Linked DNA regions of Mus musculus: all the other regions are linked to region 1. Evidence: chromatin contacts called from public targeted proximity ligation data. All regions are on one chromosome and are shown on one strand. The core of a region is the stretch at or near the end of the contact, and the rest is flanking DNA. Distances in the headings are between cores, read along the strand shown. Region 1 has its middle 19 kb from the start of Gm35554. Region 2 overlaps Gm35438 (a long non-coding RNA gene). Region 3 holds the start of Vldlr (very low density lipoprotein receptor).

The links.
Region 2: a targeted proximity ligation map of pancreatic cancer cells shows a contact between it and region 1. A contact is called at or near these places in 3 of 484 Hi-C or Micro-C datasets (the NIH/3T3 cell line and embryonic stem cells) and 1 of 130 datasets of targeted methods (pancreatic cancer cells).
Region 3: a targeted proximity ligation map of pancreatic cancer cells shows a contact between it and region 1. A contact is called at or near these places in 3 of 39 promoter capture datasets (3T3-L1-derived adipocytes, HPC-7-derived erythroid cells and embryonic stem cells), 12 of 484 Hi-C or Micro-C datasets (MC3T3-E1-derived osteoblasts, brown adipocytes, granulosa cells and 3 more), 5 of 130 datasets of targeted methods (embryonic stem cells, extraembryonic endoderm stem cells and pancreatic cancer cells) and 1 of 9 other capture datasets (adipose tissue).

What each region holds. Positions count from the first base shown.
Region 1 is chr19:27,362,704-27,365,522 of GRCm38.p6, forward strand. It overlaps the pseudogene Gm50113. Among named protein-coding and RNA genes, the nearest start is that of Gm35554, 19 kb to the left of the region's middle.
Region 2 is chr19:27,133,211-27,136,029 of GRCm38.p6, forward strand. All of the region lies in intron 6 of Gm35438 (a long non-coding RNA gene), which reads right to left. Among named protein-coding and RNA genes, the nearest start is that of Vldlr, 82 kb to the right of the region's middle.
Region 3 is chr19:27,215,658-27,218,476 of GRCm38.p6, forward strand. Vldlr (very low density lipoprotein receptor) reads left to right here and starts at 1,363. Exons shown (of 18, transcript NM_001161420.1): 1 at 1,363-2,039. The coding sequence starts at 1,958. All of the region lies in intron 3 of Gm35438 (a long non-coding RNA gene), which reads right to left.

The DNA of each region.
Region 1 (2,819 bases), core at 143-2,642:
TAATACTAGAACACAAGAAAGCTGTCTTACGAAGTTCTAAGGAAAAGAAAGTATGACTTGGTGAGATCATACCGAGCCAGGGGGAGTGCTTCAAATTCAAAATGTATATTTTAATAAATGAAAGAATCAGCAAGCACAGTGCCAATATCCAGTAATCGGAAATCAGTAGCCAGCTAATTTACAAAGAATGCAAAAGAAAACTCAGGAGCGTACACACAAAAACAAGACTAAGTACTAAGTCAAATTCAGTGAGTGTCAAGCTAATACTAGACAGAAATGGGAATGAAGGCTGTAGACAGAATGCAGTGGTCAAATCTGTGACAGCAAATATACAGTGATAGTCAACACATGTATGTGCATCTGCGTGTGTAAACACACAGACATACAGAAGCTAGCATAACAAAACCAGAGATCTGGAGAAGGAGAAAGACAAATGCGTATTGAAATGCCATATTCCTGTAAGATAAAGGCGACTGACATCGACTTATAAAATCCGCTGAAGGAGGGGGGTGAGAGGGAGTAGGAGAGGGGGAAGATGGTGGATGTGATAGAAATACACTGTGTGTGTGATGTGTGTGAAAATGTCATAATGAAGTCATAAGATATGCTAACAAAATGCTTTTATAAGCTCCGGTGCCAATGTTTCTCACAATTACCTTTTTAAGCATAAATAATCTTTCTCTTGTAGATTAAAAAAATAATATTCTGAAGTTCAATTGTTCCTTTTTTCTGTATTTCTATTTTTCTTCTAAAACAATCCCATAGAACAGGATGCTTTTAAAAAAAAAAAACACAAAATCACTGCCATTCAATCTACCTTGCTTCAAATAGAATGTGTTTATAAGGAAGTGTTTGGACAAGCTGGGTGTAGTGGTGCATGCCTGTAATCTTAGCATTTGGGAGGCTGAGGTAGGAGGATCTTGAATTCAAGAATAGCATGGATACATAGCAAATTTGAAGCCAGTCTGTATTCCAAACTAAGACTATATTAAATGAATGAATGAATGAATGAATGAATGAATAAATAAATAAATAAGAGTTAAAATAATATTAATTGTAAACTATTTCTGGGTGTCATATTCTGAGTAAATATTTTTAAGCCCTGACCTTTGTGCTACTCTTCGTTACGTGCACTCTCCATAAAAACCATTATTTTTTTTCACTAAAACAACAAAAAGGATTTTTCTTTAAAAGAGAAAAATACCTGGAAATATTTGGGATAAGATGTTAACCACGGGAAATCAGAATGGGGCAAGTATTCATGGTTATTGTTTACAGTCTTCTAACCAACTTTGTTTCATTTCAATTTGTTTTATTCTTTGCTTTGTTTTGTTGAGACAGCGCCTCGCTGTTCAGCTCTGGCTGCTCTGACTCACTTTCTAGACCGTTTGGACCTTGATGTCAGATCTGCCTTCCTCTACCTCCTGAATGCTAATATTCTAAGCATGCCCCTCCATACATACCTGGTGTGTGTGTGTGTGTGTGTGTGTGTGTGTGTGTGTGTGTGTGAGAGAGAGAGAGAGAGAGAGAGAGAGAGAGAGAGAGAGAGAGAGAGAGAGAGAGAGAGAGAGATTAAAGATGTAGCTCATCGGCAGAGGATTTGCCCAGGGTGTAGGAGATCTTTGTTCAAGCGCCAGTATCATACAAGGGATAAAAAGAAAAACAACCTGAACACCCCCAAGTTAATTTCCATCTCCAGCATTTGTTCAGGAGAAGATGACTAGCCCCACGGACCCGCACTTGGGCAGGCATACTTCACGAAGTGCTGCACAGAGCATCACCATTTTAATTTTGCTTTTGGTTTCAGGGTCCCGACACAACTTTCTGATCATAAATTGACTTCGTGTGCAGTTTCCCTACAGGGAGAAGACGAACAGATGTTAAGCATGCAGGGGCGAGACCCCGTTTGTCTTGTTCACTGCTATCGCCACAGCATCCGGTACTCAGCAGACGTACTGTGATTCTTTAACTAGAGACTGAACCTTAACACCAATCAGTAAACTGCCATACTGGGTAACTGACTGGGCCCTGGGAACCTGGTACTCCAGCCCCATCCCCCCTCTCTGAAAGATTGACCCTCTCTGTTTGGTGACAGGATTATGACTCACAGTTTACAAAGCTGCCAGCCCAGGAACTTTCCTGACACAGCCAAGGTCACGTCCCCCTGGAGCAGGGATTGCTCTGAAAGCTGAAAAGCCTCTGAAGGTTTTCTTTTTGTCTCATTTCTCAAACTGCTGGGCAGGGCACCAACTGCCAGGGTTACTTTGTGTGTACTTGTTTATATAAGATAGGATAATTTATTTTTTTTTAATTTAGCTTCTCTTTACTACCATTTCTGCCTTAGATAAGATTTTTAAAAAAGATATTTTTAGAATGCTTTTCTTGATTTTTAGTATATTTGAATCTCGTAGAGTAGGTAAGTTTTAATTTTGCTATTTCAGAGTCAAAATTGAGAATTATGAGAAGACTCCAGCAAGGTGTTTTGTTTTTATTTTTATTTAATTTTATTTTTTTAATTTGGAAGTTGGGAAAGTGAGTGTGGGCTGAAAAGGGAGAGAGAGAGAGAGAGAGAGAGAGAGAGAGAGAGAGAGAGAGAGAGAACATGACAGCTATTTGAGTTAATGTTGTAGGAGTGGCATTGTCTGAAAAAAGAGTATAAGCTTCGTGTTTTCAGGTAGCGGCTACCACACACAATGAGTCTCCGAGGGCAGAAGGATACAGGGTGTGTGTGGCTTGGAGTCTAAGCAATGAAGTTTAAAGTAGGATTAAAGATCAGATGAGGAACCACTAAAAAGATCTCCTTGGGTCCCCTGGCTGGG
Region 2 (2,819 bases), core at 106-2,605, 230 kb before region 1:
GTGGGTTCATTTCTGGGTCTTCAATTCTATTCCATTGGTCTACTTGTCTGTCTCTATACCAGTACCATGCAGTTTTTATCACAATTGCCCTGTAGTAAAGCTTTAGGTCAGGCATGGTGATTCCACCAGAGGTTCTTTTATCCTTGAGAAGAGTTTTTGCTATCCTAGGTTTTTTGTTATTCCAGATGAATTTGCAAATTGCTCCTTCTAATTCGTTGAAGAATTGAGTTGGAATTTTGATGGGGATTGCATTGAATCTGTAGATTACATTAGCTTATTTTTAAATGCCTTGGCTACCTCAAAGGCTGGGCAGTCCTAAAACTTCCCCTGCTACCCCAGGCCCAATAGAAAAAGTGGCCAGTGGCCATTAATCTGAAATCTCACATGGCTGGTTGGCTTTATCTCCTGCCACTACCGTGTTATATTCTTCTTACCCTAGACATGGCAAATCTGCCCCGTTCCTCTCTTGTCCTACCCAAACAACTCTAAGTGTCCTGCCCTGTACCCAGCCATTAGCCATTGGCATCTTTATTGATTGATCAAAAACCAACTTGGGACAAGGACCTTTAGCATTTGGGCACGCAGATTCCTGATTGAATCAATTCATTAAAACCAATCTCCAACAGATCTCTATCAGTTTCCAAATCTCCAGATTACCAAACCCTCTGCAGAACCACCTTAGCCTTCAAATGAATGTCCTGTGAATCTATAGAAGCGGATTGAAAGAGGTCTAGCTCCTCACTACATAGTGGCCTGTTTACTCCTTCTAGAGACTCACCTCCCTGTGAAAAGCCAACTTCTGGTCCTTCAGAGTGATAGACTTTTTTCCAGTTTCAGGCCCCTGCAGGATTCCTTCTCATTTCTTCCCTGGTCATTGTATTTCTTGTTTAGTGTTCTTTGTAGCTTGAACCATTCAAGCCATTCTGCCTTCCCTGCCTTCCACCCTTATTCATCCACTGCTACAGTCTCTTCCTGTCCACAGTTACTCTGCCCCTAAGTCCTGCTTTGAGCTGTGACCATCCCATTCAAGTGCCGCTTCTCAGTTTCACCATGTAGATATGTATCCTTCCCATACACATCGCCTTAAAGTGGCCTAGCAAGTTGGGGGTGTACATAAGAGTAGGCACCTTCCTAGGGGCAGAAAGTCTCCTATACTCCATGTACTTCGGAGTCAACCCTGCTCTTGACTCTTCTTCTAAGACCAATGAAAACTTACAGTTTAAAAAAAAAACAAACCATTGCAATTTTGTCGTCATGGCTGTTCCTGTCCCTGTTGGCACAGAAACAGGGATGTTGAATGAGCAGAATTCAAGTTATTTAAGCAACTACAGCCTCGCTGTAGGCAGTCATCTCTATCAAAGGCAAAGCCAAGGCTCACATTGTGTGTGAATCTTCGTATGAGTCACTGTGAGTAAGCCATGTGAAAAAATACAAACTGAAAAATAAGAATCTTGACTGTGAAGTATGTTATTTTCCTCAACTTGGTTGGTTTGGGCCAATTCGGGAAGAAATCTCTTCCTGGATGGGAAACCAAGCTTCAATAGGAGAAACCCCCCCACCCCTCCCCACACACACCTCATTTCCTCATTTTTCCAGCCATGGGTGTGACTACAAAATGTAAACATGTAGCAGTCATCTCATGGGCCTGGATGTGGCAGAGGTGGAAGGAATGTGAGCTGCCAGGCCACCATCACAGCCTGTGACTCTTTACCTACAGACATGTTATTAAAGATACATTGGGATTTAAAAACAAGAGTTAAAAAAAATAAAAGCATGAATTAGGACTATTCTTTCTGCTTCCTGGCCATGCCTTGTGTATATACATAAGCTCCAGGAGGAAACATATCACCCTGATTACCTCTGTCCAATAGGGAAGGTCTTAGGATCAGGAGAAATCAGCAACTTAGCATTGATGAGGGGAAGAGAGAGAAGCAGGACCGAATGCTGAGGAATATAGGGGAAGAAACTAATGTGAATAATACAAGACAGGTCTCACTCACCTTCCAAAACTACCCCCCCCCCTCAGGTGTCTTTGTTGTATTGCTGAGTGTCTTTACCCCCTGGACAGACATGTTCCATGTGGCATTGCCACCTGTGATGCCTGACAGCCAGCCAGGCATGTAGTAAATATAGGAGAAGATAGCTGACTTCAGGTGGCCTCCAGCCAGACGTAGAGAAAGGGAAGTTAACAGCAGGGAAACTGAACGCCCCATGGAGTTTGCCTAGGATGACCACTGTACTGGCTAGTTTTGTGTCAACTTGACACAGCTGGAGTTATCACAGAGAAAGGAGCTTCAGTTGGGGAAATGCCTCCATGAGATCCAACTGTAAGGCATTTTCTCAATTAGTGATCAAGGGGGAAAGGCCCCTTGTGGGTGGGACCATCTCTGGGCTGGTAGTCTTGAGTTCTATAGGAGAGCAGGCTGAGCAAGCCAGGGGAAGCAAGCCAGTAAAGAACATCCCTCCATGGCCTCTGCATCAGCTCCTGCTTCCTGACCTGCTTGAGTTCCAGTCCTGACTTCCTTCAGTGATGAACAGCAATGTGGAAATGTAAGCTGAATAAACCCTTTCCTCCCCAATTTGCTTCTTGGTCATGATGATTGTGCAGGAATAGAAACCCCGATTAAGACAACCACATAGTCACCCACAGCAGTGGATCCTGCCCTATCTCACTGCACTTTTATCTCCCCGAGTCTCTTCCATCAGAGTAGCAGCAGCCAGCACTCTCCTGCCTTTTCAGAAAAAGGGAAAGAACAAGCTTTAAACACATACAGAGAGAGATCCAGACCGCACTCTGTCCCACTGGCACAGCCTTCCAC
Region 3 (2,819 bases), core at 113-2,612, 150 kb before region 1:
TATGAGCTTTTCAAGCCCCAGGGATACGAAAGTTAGACCATCCCCCTCAAACTTGGTCTGTGGACTGGTACTGGCTGTGATCACGTGTTCACCATGCAGTTTCCGCCCATCTCCTACCCTCTGATTATACACAACAGCATCCACAGTGAGCAGCTTTGAAAGACCCCATCTGCATGTGAGATTATCCATCACAATGAGGCTAAATTACACCGATCAAAATGTACCCTGGCTGAGAATTACCCCCAGGGTCTCCTGGGTACATGAGAACATCTCTCCTAGTAGACTGTCCCCAGAGAACTGCTCAAGAGAACCAAGGTGACATTACAATGCCAGAAGGAAGCTAGGACATGGAATCTGAAATCTGTCAACTTTGATTCATTCGAGGTACAGCAACTTATAAAACAGAAGCACATACACACATATTAACAGGTGAAATAATTTGGAAAAATCTGTGGTATACCACAGAAAGCATCTCAACCAAGGCGATGTGTTCAAGAAAACTGAAGTACACTAAGAACAAACCATAAACTTAGGTCCTGTCTGGCACCCACCTCCCTCCAATCTATCCTCTCTGGGAGGGTTGACTTCTTTCCCTCCACAATGCTTATAATTGAACGTTACAAACTATACCAAGAATAAATCTACCGGGGTCCCCTTCCTCCAACCAGAAAAAGGTTAAGCTTTTAATTACAGGCCCTCAAACTATCATTTTGTGCAATTAGCAATTAACTCTAATCGTTGATGAGAGAATGCAGAGCTGCGCTGGCAATTTCCCTCCTCCCCATCCCAGACTCGGTTATTTTAGTCTTGTTCTATTACAGAGGACAAGCCACAACCGCGGGAGCGCTCTTGTTCTTTCTCTCTTTCTCTTTCACACACTCTTACTTAAAGCCACATTTAATTTTTAACAAAATGGCATCTCAGCTTGCCATTGAGATGGGACTCCGAACCCCACAGCAGAACAGCGGAGCTTTCGCACCCCTCCTCTTCATCACTTTCAGGTTGGAAAGAAGAGTCCCCCGGAAGATGCTACCTACCGACCTCACTACATCAGCCCTTCCTAGGGGCTCAGGAGAGGGAGGAAAAGGGTTCCTTGCTGCCCCCCAGACCCCTCAACTGCCAGCCCCATCAAGCCTGGAGGCGGTGGCAAGAGCAGCAATAGTTGCATCAGCGCTCCTAGCCAAGGCGCCAGGAGGGTACAGTAGCAACTGTAGGGAGCTAGGGAGCGCACAGCTGCTGCGGCCGCAGGTTCCCTGGATCAGGAAATTAGGACAGGCACCCGGGATTGGAGGTGAGGACGGTGCGCGAGCCAACCAGCGGCCGCCCCGGGTCCCCCGTGAGCCCCGGGCCAACGCGCGGAGCAGTCGAGCCCCTGGAGCCATCCGGATGGCGGCGGCGACAGCCCCAGCCCCAGCCACTCACGCACGCACGCTGCCACTTGCCCCCGCACCCTCCTCACTGCGCGCGGGAGAGCGGTGCGTGCCTGAGCTGCTGGGCTGAGCTCCCCCGCTGGGGTCCCCGCGCCGCTCGGCCGCGCTCCTGCGGCCGCCCGGGTGGTTGCCCCCAAACCGCTCACTTGAGCTGTCCTCGGTGGCGAACGGGCTCCCCGCCCCCTCCTCCCGCGCCGTTCCCTCCCCTCTCCCTCCCCTTCTCTGCAACGCCTGCATTATTTTCCGCCCGCAGGGTCCGCGCGCACACCGCGGCCGCGGCGGGGGAGGTGACCGGGTGGGTGGTTGGGTGGGTGGCTGGCGGGGAGTAGAGTGTGCAAGTTGCAGGGAAAGGGTGCCCGCTCCTTGCGTGCTCTCCGTGCTCCCGGCTCTTCACTCCTTCCCCCTCCTCCTCGTCTCCTCCCTCCCCGCCCCCACCTCCTTCTTCCTCTCCGAAGGGCTGGTAACTTGTTGTGCGGAGCGAACGGCGACAACGACGGCGCGACGGAGGCACCATCCGGGCGGGCAGCATGGGCACGTCCGCGCGCTGGGCGCTGTGGCTGCTGCTCGCGCTGTGCTGGGCGCCCCGGGACAGCGGCGCCACTGCAAGCGGTGAGTGGGGACGCGCCCCTCCGCACTCGGCCCGAAACAAGCCGAGGCGTCCGCGATCGCCGCGTTCTGGGGGACCCCGGGGCTCCTCTTGCCCATCCCCTCCTAGCAGGCGCCTCTCCACGCTCCTCTCCTGCCTCCCCTCCCCACCCGGGTGGCGCCTCTGAGCTGTCAGAGCCGAGGTTACTGGGAGCCAGGCCCGGGGGACGGTGGGGTTTAGGGTGTCCTAAAGCGTCCCTTGAACTTGTTGTCATTCTTCTGTGTCCCCCTTCTTCCCAGAACCTCTGTTTTACATGGTTTTCACCCCCCATTGACAAGGGCTAGGGGATGTGGGCTTTGGAGCCACTGAACAATGGTTCTGCCTCCTCTGCCAGGCGGGCTGTTAGGACCGTGGCAGAGCACGGGGCCTGGAAGCCCGAGTGCGCCCCTCAGACTTAAGCAGGGTTGAGAGCGCACAGTGGGTGAAGGTGGGCGTCTCCGAGGACACCGGGCGCCAGGTGCCGGCCGAGCCGGGAGTCCTCGCGCTGCCGTGAGCAAGCGCACGTTCGGTGGGCGGCAGCCTGGAGGCCGAGCCATGACAAGTACGCAGCCTGCGCCCGGGACTGAGACTCCCCAGGCGCCGGGCCGTCTCTCGGGCTCCAAGAGTGGCTTTCAACTGGACTGTCCTCCGAGTGCTTTTCTTTCTCCCATCCCCGGGGATTCCGCAGCTACTGCGGCTTTTAAAAACCTCTGGGGTCTCTGAGATAACTGAACGGGGGAGGGGAGTGGGATCAAGACTTAATC